Regions from separate parts of the Mus musculus genome. Here region 1 is linked to region 2. The links are chromatin contacts, called in public promoter capture Hi-C maps. All regions are on one chromosome and are shown on one strand. Each heading gives the region's core, a stretch centred on a gene start, on an enhancer-like site or on the middle of the called end of the contact. The rest is flanking DNA. Distances are from core to core; before and after follow the strand shown. Region 1 has its middle 5.6 kb from the start of Gm33687. Region 2 holds the start of Itfg1 (integrin alpha FG-GAP repeat containing 1).

Region 1 (5,764 bases), core at 1,801-4,300, 430 kb before region 2:
GGCTCAAGGCTGACAGGAACATGTTCAATTTATAACTGTTGCACTGAAAAAGACCAAACAGGGCAAACCTGTTGTCTGTCCCCTATATTACAATGTACAAGAATATCTGTGCTCCTGGTGGGTGGGAGTCAGAGGTCCTGACAGTACCATACACATCATTTGTGTGGTTTGGTTTTGTTTATTTTTCTGTCTCTCCTTTGCTATTTCAGGGAGATAAGGCCATTCCCAGAGTTTTATTAACTGACATTATCTATTGAGAACAGCAGACCAGAAGTGGCTGGGCATTTCAAAGTAAGGGGCCCTACAAAAGGAATGGATTCTTTCTTCAGCTAAAAGCTGGAAATATCCTTGACACCATGGGCAACTCCATCCTTTCCTGAGGCCTGAAATGCCAGAAGTGTTTAGCTGGAATGTCTTTGGTCCTGCCCTGGCCAGAGAACAGGGATGTCAGAAAGGAAGAAAGAACAGGTTCTGGTGTTTCCTCATCTCTTTCCTCTAAATGAAGACCCCTTCCCTTGGAATCATAAATGAGGACTGACTGAAACCAAGAGGCACTTAGACACCTGGAGCCAAAGCTGGGCTGGCCAGCTCATCCATACGAAGCATTACTAACTGGAAGGCTGCAACCCACAGTGGTACCCACTCCCAGGGACCTGCTCTTGCTGTAGGAGCTTTGCATCTTTCTGTCTCTGAAGCTTTCTATAATAAAATACTCTTTTTAAAGATCACCTCCGTGGTACAATCATTCCATTCTTCAACTCTGCCAGACAAGAACTGGAAGGTCACTTACTCGGTAGAAGTTTTGGGTGACTGCAAGCATCTATCATCCTAACTCTTGATTTAAAAGCCCCCTCCCCCCAAGAGCCGAGAAAAACCCAGTTACTCTCAACAACACGCTAAACATTTTCCATTTCATATTCACAATAGGACTTCCTCCTCCAATACCCAGGGAACACTCAATTCCTATTTACTGGAGGAATTATTATTAATACACTTGCTTACAGGGCTTGGTTAGGATTTACAGATGAGCCAAAGGAGTGCCTTTGGGAATGAGGTGGAGGAAAGGGGTGGACAGGTCTGCGGACTGGGTAGAGTCAGGGAAGAGCTGACAGACAGGAGCTATTTATGCCTCTCATCTCTCTGACTCATCCTCAGCCACTGTGAGCAGGAACCGCCAGCCCTGCTCTGCTCCAAGCCCACAGGAACCACAAGCCCTGCTCTACTCTCTAGCCCCCACGCATCTCTGATCAGTTAAAATTAAAACCCACACTGGGTCTGGTATAGACGCAGCCACCTGTAACCTCAGCTCTTGGGAAGCAAAGGCAAAAATAGCAGGAATTGGAGGCCAGCCTGGACTACTGAGGAAGTTCTAAGCCAGTCTGGGTTGTTGATGGGATTCTAAGTTAGCCTATGTTAGAGTGAAACTCTCTCAAAAGCAAAAGAGTAAAATAATAAAAACATAAAATAAAAAAGAAGTAATCACCATTGTAAATACTAGGCAAGATTCTCTTATTAGTTAACTTTCCTAAAGGTGAGGAAACTGAGGCACAGATGCTGTTCTTAAAAAACAAAATCCCCACCAAACCCAGACACTATTGTGGATGCCAACAAGTGCTTGCTGACAGGAGCCTGATATGGCTCTCTCCTGAGAGGCTCTGCCAGTGCCTGACAAATACAGAGGTGGATGCTTGCAGCCAATCATTGGACTGAGCACAGGGTCCCCAATGGAGGAACTAGAAAAGGACCCAAAGGAGCTGAAGGGGTTTGCAGCCCCATAGGAGGGACAACAATATGAACCAACTAGTACCCCCAGGGCTCCCAAGGAGTAAACCACCAACCAAAAGTACACATGGAGGGACCCATGGCTCCAGCTGCCTATGTAGCAGAGGTTGGGCTTGTTGGACATCAGTGGGAGAAGAGGCCCTTGGTCCTGAGAAGGCTCTATTCCCCAGTGTAGGGGGATGGCAGGACAGGGAAGTGAGAGTGGGTGGGTTGGTGAACAGGGGGAGGTGGGATGGGATAGGGGGTTTTCAGAGGGGAAACTAGGAGAGGGGATTAAAATTTGAACTGTAAATAAAGAAAATAAAAAAATCATATGGCACAAGGCACATTGTTTTTAATTATGATTTCATTGCCTCTTATAAGTGAGACATGGGTTTACCGCATGCCGGGTCTTGTAGACTGAATATAAAATAAACTGCTTAATCCTCATTAAAAACAAACAAAACAAAACAAAACAAAAACAAAAACAAAAACAGAATCCCAAACGTTCGATTTATCAGTGAAGGCACAGAAGCCAGATGCTGTGGTGGAAGCCGGCTAGCTCACAGAGTCAGAGAAAGTACCCAGCTGACCTTCCCACTCCACTGGTGTCCCAGAAGGAAAAGCCCCTCCTCCTTCTGCACTCTGTCTTTATACCCTTCAACTCAGAGACTCTCCTTCTCTTTCCTGGGTTTTCTTATGCTCACTCCCTGACAATTGGTTGCTTAATCTGCCTCTTGGTCTATCGTTGACTTTATTGAGTTCTTGTTTACAGAAAGGTCTTGGATTAAAGCCATGTGCTAGGGCTGAGCCACACCACAACAAGGTTTATCCAGTTCACAATCTTGGGGTTCACACGGTGATCACATATCCTACATCACAAAGAGGAAGAATTAAGTGTTGAGTGACTGAGCTGGGATTAAACATTCATTGCTCACATGGAGTGGCTGAGCCATACAGAGCCACCAACAGGCATGGACTGAAGTAGCAAGAACAGAAGGCAAGGCTGAGAAGTTCCCCAGCAAACTGACCTTGTGGCTAAGTAAAGAAGTCTTTATTTTGCATGATGAGAATGGAGCTGATAACTCTGCATCTCACAGGTACCCTCAAAGGCTACATACACTAAGGCTTCCTCATGGCCAGCCGTTCCAAGTAGGCTGCCATCAGCCCTGCTCAGTTAGGCAATGGGAAGGGATTGGTGCATTCAGCACAAGCATCAGCTAAGACAGGCATAAAAACATAAAAAGGAGCCAAGCCAGGCCCCATCCGCACCAAGGAGAGCAGCTGAGTTCTGAAAGCAGGCTTATTAACTTTACCAGGCTCTGACGTTGCCATGGATACCACTAACCCAGTGTAGTATTACTTCTGCCTCTTGGTCCTAAAACTGCTTTGCTCTTCAGCCCTGAGTCATGCTGGCAGAGTGGGATTTTCTTCCCACTTCTCCAAATGGGCCCTTAAAGTACAAATGGCTTTTGAAGACTCAGAACCAGAGAGAACTCATCCTATTCCACACCATCGTTTCAAAAATTGGTTCCTTTCAAACACTATTGTACACCATACCAGCTGCATTTACATGAACGTGGACTTGTGTGAGTGAGCAAAACTGTGTTCTTAGAAAGTGCGTATCTGTGCTGTGAACACCACAGACCGTAGAAGTTAAAGGAAGGACATTAGTGAAGTACAAGTTCAGGTGTCTGTACTTATGTCTGTAATCAATAGTGGTCACGGAGCTCTTGAAAGGGATGTGTTAAGACTGTGGACAACCCAGTACAATGAAATCAACTTCATCCCCAAAATGATGCTCTTGAGAGTTAATGTTCTCAAAGCCTCAGCAAACAAGCAAAATTGCTTCTGACACTAACATTCCCAATAAGCACTTATCAGATGGATGAAAGTGTATTCATTTGTGCTGCACTTAATGTCTCACCCCCTCACCTCACTTGAGGCTCACAACTACATAAACCCAACAGGGCAATTGTTGCCTGTTCCATAATGAGTTATAGAAACACTGATCGCTTAAGAGTGCTGCTGGAGAAACTTGCTTGAAATGTGCACTTCCCAGTGGATCGATGGGTTGATCGATAGATGCTCCAAAGGCTGATGGCAGGAGGAAGAGTGAGCAACTGGAGCAGAATGTCAATGCCTGGACCTTGAAAATTCTCCCACTTCCCCAAATTCTGTATTTATCTTGAGTCCCTTAGCAATTCTCAGATCCTTAGACACTCACTATAAAGTGAAGGTGAGTTAACGTGAGTCAGAAAAAGAGTAACCGTGGCAGCTGCTCTGAGTGGAGAGCATCACCTTTGGCATGGTTATCTGTATTGTTCTCTCTTGGGATCCAGATAGTAGAGCCATTTTACATCCCCTGGGCCACAGAAGAGAGGCCAGGGAAGTTGCAGGTGTGCTTTATGTTTCTTCCCTGGGTTAAAGCAAACCTCAGAGCAGATGGGGAGGGTGTGTCATCTGAGCTGTTGCATGACCTGCTGCTTACACCCAGGGAGTGAGCATCCTGTTCTATTCACAGCTAAAGGTCATTCCAGCCCGAATTCTTGGGGTTCATTCAAGGTCACTCTCCTCAGGTTTTCTCTCATATGCAAAGTAGACTCAAAAAAAAAATCCTATTTTTCCCTCTTCTCTTTCTGATGCTCAGTCAACACCTGCCATTGGCAATGATTGCTTTTGCCAGGGAGAGAGAGAGAGAGAGAGCCTTTAAGGACCCTACAACTCTTGGGAAATTTCTCCAGGACACAAGTCATAATGAAAACCAAACAGAAGAGACCATGGAAGGGAGGAAAATAACTATCAGCAGCCTGAATCAAAGCTGCCTCCAACCTCATATGTGCCGCTCCCTCAACCCTGTGCTCTTCCCATCCACAGACGCATGAAGTCTGGGCTTTGCAGCGATGTGCGGGGCCAAGTATCTGCACTAGAGACCATGGATTTGGATGGTTCATGCTGTACAGCCAGGTGCATTCTAACACAAGTTCTCTGGAGGGATCTTGACTCTAAAGCTGCAAAGCACTAAGCCCTTCAGAACAGCAGCCATAAGTACATAAATGAATCAATACTCAAGCATTCTGTATGTCCAGGAATATTTACTACAGGAACATACTGGCTGGGGCTCAATTCTTGGACTCCTAACTGTGCTAGTCAATATCACTCGTCAATTAGAAACTAAAAGGATTTTATCACTCCACAGCACCCTGGACTCCTGGCTCACGAAATAGATTTCAAGTCAGTGTGAATAGCTTGCTTCAACCGGCAGCTGTGTTGCTGAAAAGATTCTTATAAATCAAATCCTCTTAAAATGCACAGAACTTTCTATTCAACGGGAACGCTGTGATCAATCCTTTTGTAGAGTGAAGAATCTTCCTATGCCATCTAAAATGGCACTACCACCTGTCCCCATCTGTATCTCTCTCTCCTCATTGCCCACTCCTGCCTGTCACCCTCCCCTATTCTTCTGTGAGGTCAGCTTTAGGCATACACAGCAGTTTTTAAAGTGTTCACATCTTTGTGGCTGGGAAGCAAACCAAAGGCCCATCTTTTAAAACACGTGTCTTACAAACACCCTGGGAGAGAGGTGCACAGAAGACACATCGCTGGCTTCCAGAACCCACAATATACAATCACCATAAGTGCTGATGAGCTTGGCTGCGAAAGGAACTCGCTGTTGTGCTCCGAGGGATCGGCTCATCATCTCTCACTTGCAACAAACCACAGACAGCATCTTGGAAGACAGGTGGAGACATAGTTAGGGATATTTTTATTTCTTCTGCTCAACCTCCCCTACTCTTCTGAGTAGTGAAGACTGAAAGGGGTGAGGAATTATAGAAAATAACACTCTCTAAACATCTTTATACTTTAAAAAGTACTTATTTAATTGTATGCATATTATATTATATTATATTATATTATATTATATTATATTATATTATATTATATCATGTGCTTGTATGAGCACATAGAGACCAGAAGAACCATCAGATCTCCTGGAACTGGT
Region 2 (6,161 bases), core at 1,422-3,921:
GTGAATAAAGGGAACTGTTCTAAATTGCTAATGGGGGTATAAACTAATAAAACCACTTTGAAAATAGGGCTTAAGGACTGTCAAAAACCTAAAAATAAACATACCATCTGGGCATGTACCCAGAGGAATTTATACCATATTACAGAGGCATTTGCACATTCATGTACACTATAGCTCAATTTACAATACCTAAAAAATGGGCAAAAATCATTTTAAAAATTAACTGGACTTGTCAGTTTGACAGTTGCAGTTCCTAAGCACTAATGCCGGCTTTTGGTCAAATAGCTTGTAATTGTCCTGAGAGGCCTCCACCCTTTGCCTTCCTGGGGTACCACAAGATACATTCAAAACTCAATGGGCACAAGCTAACTTGAACTGAAATGGTACACACAGTTGGGTCCACCAAAGGGGACATAAAAGAAACAAAAAATACCATATAGTAACATTAACCTTGAAAACAACAAATATAAAATTGTCGGTTGACCCTTTTGGGGTCTATACACTTACCAGACCTTAACAAAGCAGGTGAAGAGAAGGCTGCATCAGGTGAGTTGGCCATTTCAAACTGTTGATTCTTATCATAAGCGTTGCACGCTAAACTACACCAATTTTAAAACTGTTTAGTGAAGGTTAGAAGCAATCAGCATTAGATTAATGTATGAGCAGTTATTAGCATGATGCAATGTGCAAAAGACAATTAAAGATCATTATATAATTTTAGTTTGTCTTTTATGACTCAAGAATTTGATTTCCTTTATTTGGTAAATTAAGTTTGCATACATGAAAAGACAGAAACATAATATCCACTTACTAAGACACATTCAATTAATAGTATCCTTTATTGTTCTTTAAGTTGTTAATGCTACTATGTAACAATGCTTATAACTCCAAAGAGGAGCCTGTCCCAGAAACAGGTCAATTCATGTTTCAAACAAGGCTGTTTACACAGTTAAAAGTTGTAAACAGAATCAAGTTAACACTTTATAATAAGCAGGAAGTAAATAATATGGCTCAAGGTTTAGTGTCTGTATTTTTCGGAATCAAAAATAGTAGAAACTGCAAACATAACTACTAAGATTTGCCTCAACTACTATCTTTTTTTTTTTCCACTTCTATCTGCACTTTACTCTTATGTAAACATACAGTAAATTTGGATAGTATCTACTATGGCTGAGACTAGGTTTAAGAAACTGCATTCAACAATAGTTAAGCAGAATTTACCCTATTAAGAAAAATACGGTTTTCAACACTTGCTGTTGTGACATATATTTGAGTAAAATAAAGACTTGAAGAGAAAATAGACCCTATAGGATTACTATGTTGCAAAACTGTGTTGCAAAAATACATGTTGGGGGTTGAGAGGACGGTTAAAGACCCTGGCAAAAGACTAGTTATTCTCTTTGCCCAGAACAACCTAATAGCACTTTTTCTATTCCCACAGCAACAGTGTTAATAACCAACTCAAAATTTCTATATGACACAATAAAAGAAAATATAAGCAACAAATATCCCTACAACTGTTTCAAATAATTCTACTGACTCTGAACTTGAGTCAACTGCTTTCTAAAAATTTCTCTTACTTTTCATGTGTTTGTTCCATTACAACCCTAAGTCCTAAGTAAATAAACACACAAAAATTTTAAGATTTCAAATGGAATGAAATTGGCAATACTTTAACAAATACAGTACTTTTCTACAATCTTTCGTCAATCTTTGACAAGGGAAAGGTTCTTGGTTGAACATTTCTTGTCCCCCACCTCTCGTGTTTAAGGACACATTTTTTCCCCCAAGATTGTATCCAATTTCAAAAGTGGCAGTTTCACTGCTGGCTCTCTGGAAAGTTATTAATCAGGAGTACTAACTTTTAAAACGCCAGTGTGACTTTGCAATTTGAACAAGTCAGTTCAGGACACTCGGACTGCTGGCTTTTTAATCTCCGTGGTTGGGAACCACAACTAGAAGCTACAGGTGGTGGGACCATTTGGCTAGGGAAGGGGCCAATTTCATTCTGAGTCATAACTGTACACTAACTTAACTTGTGGCACAAACCGTCTTCCTCAATTTCTGACACACAGAACTGGCTGCAGCTAAAAATTACTGAGGAATGTGAAGGGGGCATATGAGACAAAAGTAGTCGCCAGCTCTTTAGGACCTCACTAAAAATGGAGGTCTACTTTTTGCAGAGCAAGAGCGTTCAGGTTCCAAAGAACTTGTCACTAGCTGACTTACTCGGCAAAGTTTCTGGAGAAGTCAGCTTATCACTAACTTTGGAGAGGAAATAACTTGGGGGAGAAAGACAGACGTTATCTAAATGGGGGAAGTGCAGGGATTGGGGAATGGGGACCAAGATGGACAAGAGCAGGGCAGCAAGAGAAACCTATTGCTTTCTGGAGCCAACTTAAGGAAGCAAGTTGATCCCCAGGACAGATCCCACCTGCCTCCCTCCAGGGGACTTGCGGAGGAGCACCACCCCCTGTACCCAGGAGGGGGAAGGTTGTGGTCACAGGCAGTCAAACCTGAGCGCTTGGCCCGGGCTCTTCGTTCCAAGAGCTTCCAGCTTACTTCAGCCATGAGTCCCTCAGCCCCCGCCATCGCACAGTGCCCACCACCCCAGCTGCCAGTCAGCGAGGCCGGCCCGGCCCCGCCCCCTCGCGCGACACTGTCGGGAGGCACGACAGCCGGAAGTGAGTTCCCGGGCAGACGCCGCCCTAGCTCCTCGGCGTCTTGGTCGTCGGAGAAACAGCCCCAGGGCAGCGTGAGAGTGCAGCGAGGGGCTGCCCGTGAGGCCGCACCCCGAGTCTTTTCTCGGTCGGCCGGTCAGTCGCACGGTGCTTTGCGGCTGCCGTCAAGCGCGGCGGAGGCCGGCCGGGCCGAAGGCGCCATGGCGGCAGGCCGGCTTCCTAGCGCCAGGGCGGTGCTGGCCCCGCTGTTCTTGGGGCTCGCGCTGCTGAGCGTTGGGCCTGCCCCGGCGCGGGCTCTGCACAACGTCACGGCCGAGCTCTTTGGGGCTGAGGCCTGGGGCACCCTGGCGGCCTTCGGTGACCTCAACTCCGACAAACAGACGGACCTCTTCGTGCTGCGGGAAAGTCAGTGCTTGCCGGCCCTCCTCTGTCTGCCCCTCCCGGTGTACCCACGCCCCCTGATTCCTGTTACCCTACCTCTTGCATTTCCCAGTCTTCTGGCTCTCCCTTTATCTTCAGCACAGGGACAGCTTTCCCCTGTTTTTATCAACCCTCGGTCCTAACTCAGTAACCCCGCGGCTTGACCATCAGCCCAACCCTTAAGAACACACCAACCTCCCTTCATCTAGAAACCTCTAGCCTTCATATGGCGAATGATCACCTGCCTGCCAAAGGTCTTCCAGATTTCTAAGAACCTTGGTTTCTGGTCTAAGCATTTGCTTTCCCGTCTTTTTTCCAATCTTCCACCCCCTTTGATGAGAAAACATGCAAGCTGACAGTTTCTTGTGAGAGATGTTCTGCCTTCACCTCCTACTAATTCTGCCCTTCCTTGTGTTAAGATCTTTAAAGGCACTGTGCCTTCCTCAGGCACCAAATTCTCCACCACTCACACCAGCCTCTGTTGTTGTTAACTGCTGATAAACGCAGTGCCTCCTTGGTCATACATTCTCAAACTTCAGACTTCTCCAGCATAAGGTGCCTTAGCTTAGTGTACATCTGGCCCCTCCTCATCTTGAGTACTGCTATAGTCTTCATCCAACTTGCCATTGAAAGTTCATTAACCACATTAAGCCTTAAAAGAAAAAATGTCTGATGCTGACCAAGTGCATCGGTTGGTGGTTAAGGACCAAGGCCATGAATAAAGTTTAAAGCCCCTACAAAGCTGACTGGCAGGATCCTGACAAGGTCTTTTGAGTGCTCTTTCCAGGACCCCAGAACCTCTTATAAGACCTGGATGGTTTTTCCTCTATTTGAATGATTACCCACATTGCAAGAATACTCAAAGTCTGTAGCTAATCTATCCAAACTAGATACAGAGACATTGAAGATATCCTGTGCTTGATTAAGCGTTTCTGAAAGTCTGTCCCAATGAACATTAATTGACCCATCCATGTGGAAGCAAAGGGGGAAGTGTGGAGGGCTCTGCTTTTTCTGCTTATGTGTTGACTTATATCCTTGTAACTTGTGAGTAGATGTTTTAGTAGGAATTCCTGGATCCTTGGTATGATGATAACAGCCTATGAGGGAGACCTGATTGGATGTGGAAAACACAAGACTTAACAGTAGCACAGTATAAATAAGGGTGTGTGTGGGGGGGGGGGGGTGTTTTCTGTATTGCTGCAGATCAAACTTGGGTCTCATACTCAGTATACAACAGTATAGTTTAAGGTGTGCTCTTTATATGGATGCTTCTTTTGAATTATGCCACCTGGCCCTTAATTGAATCCCATGGCGTCACATTGCCTTGAACAAGTATCCTTTTCCATACTTTTCTTTTCCATGTTCCATTAGATTTGTATGAGTATTCTTGGCAGTGCTGTCTGACTAGGTCAGAGTAAAAGCTTTCTTATAGAAACAGTACCCAGGAAGTTTTTAAGCACTGATCGAATGATTTTCCAAAAACCATTTTTTCTAAAATAACTTATTTGTTTCTTTTAGGAAATGACTTAATTGTCTTCTTGGCAGATCAGAGTGCACCCTATTTTAAACCCAAGGTAAAGGTATCCCTGAAGTAAGTATATAATATTCTTCTTATTATATGAATATGCAGTCGTGTGGGTTGTATTTGAGATCAGTCGTGTTCAGCTGTGGTTTGTGACACAAAATTCCTAGTTCTGAGGTCTGCGTAGAAAACAGTGTTTTGAAACTAAATAAATTAATTAATTAAACCTGGGAGGCCTGGTGAGTTGGCACCTAAATCCAAGTCTCATAACCTAAGGTAGATACCCAGAATCCTCATGGTGGAAGAAGAAAACCGACTTCTATAAACTGTCCTCTCACCTCCATTTACACACTGTGGTATCAGCCTGAACACACACATACCCCACTAACATACAATTAAAATATAATTTTAAAAAAGGAAATATTGAAAATAAAATTTAAAAATACCCCCCTTAATAAAAATACCTTTTGTTGGCTCCGGGTCTGTTCTATATAAACATTCTACAGTCCCTTGCAATCTAATATGCTTTCTCGAATGTACTATGTCTCGTCCTGATTGTTCCCGTGGAAGCAGATCACTCATAAAAATCTCATCATCTTAAAGATGTTTTACATATGGGAGAAAGATCAATGACCTCTGTCCTGTTTGTTTGTTTTCTCTTTTGATCAAATGGTGAGGTTTTTTAAATACTGATCTTGACAATTGTAATCAAGCTGCCTTAGTTAGAGTTTCATTGCTGTGAAGAGACATTATGACCATGGCAACTCTTATAAAGAAAACAGTTGGGGCTGGCTTACAGTTTCAGAGGTTAAGTCCATTATCATCATGGCAGGAAGCATGGCAGCATGCAGGCAGACAAGGTACTGGAGGAGCTGAGAGTTCTACATCTTGATCCCCAGGCATCAGAAAGAGACTGTGAGCTACATAGGACATAACTTAAGCATCAGGGACTTCAAAACCTGCAAGGTCATGCCTCCTAATAGTGCCTCTCCCTATGGGCCAAGCATTCAAACACATGAGGCTATGGGGGCATACTTATTCAAACTACCACACAAGATTTTCAAATTAAAATTTTAATGTAATTTAAATAATAGTCCTTATTGCTTATGGTTGGCAATACATGAAACATTGCCCCCAATGATAGTGAACCAATATGATTTGCAAATTTGAGGAAGCAAGTTGAATGCTTGCTCTAAGCTAAAGGAGAAAGGGATGGGTCAGTGCAAACCAAAATTGCAGCTTCCATATACTCATGGAATTGGAGCTTAACTGCATAGCTTGAATAAAATTTACTTGATAATGTTTAAGTTTGAGTACACATTAGAAAGATGGCAGTGAAAATAACATTTTGTGACAGAGTGAAAGGATTTACTTTACAGAAAAGTAGGTACCCCTGGAAGAATTATAGTCTGGGAAAAGACAATCAGAACAGACTAGGATCCTTCCAAAGTAATAAAAACATTTGGACTCAGTTATATAAGAAGAGATGAGTTACACAAAACAGATTATGAAAAATGTACTTATATTGGCTTACTTGG

The links. Promoter capture Hi-C pulls out the DNA fragments that hold promoters and counts their contacts.
Region 1: a contact with region 2 is called in a promoter capture Hi-C map of hippocampal neurons, with 4 times the contacts expected there. The contact joins the enhancer-like site here to the promoter of Itfg1 in region 2. A contact is called at or near these places in 2 of 39 promoter capture datasets (the 3T3-L1 cell line and hippocampal neurons), 1 of 484 Hi-C or Micro-C datasets (cerebral cortex) and 7 of 115 datasets of contacts at active chromatin or transcription factors (astrocytes, embryonic forebrain, embryonic midbrain and 4 more).

Annotation. Positions count from the first base shown.
Region 1 is chr8:86,271,312-86,277,075 of GRCm38.p6, reverse strand. No RefSeq gene overlaps it. Among named protein-coding and RNA genes, the nearest start is that of Gm33687, 5.6 kb to the left of the region's middle. Within about 2 kb of position 3,050, at least 63 of the 459 cell types and tissues checked have an H3K27ac peak or open chromatin away from gene starts, as enhancers often do. A contact at or near this core is called in cerebral cortex, forebrain, hippocampal neurons and 1 more, where this site is marked.
Region 2 is chr8:85,837,459-85,843,619 of GRCm38.p6, reverse strand. Itfg1 (integrin alpha FG-GAP repeat containing 1) reads left to right here and starts at 2,671. Exons shown (of 18, transcript NM_028007.3): 1 at 2,671-3,086; 2 at 4,620-4,692. The coding sequence starts at 2,882. Phkb (phosphorylase kinase beta) reads right to left here and starts at 2,632. Exons shown (of 32, transcript NM_199446.2): 1 at 2,517-2,632; 2 at 508-616. The coding sequence starts at 559.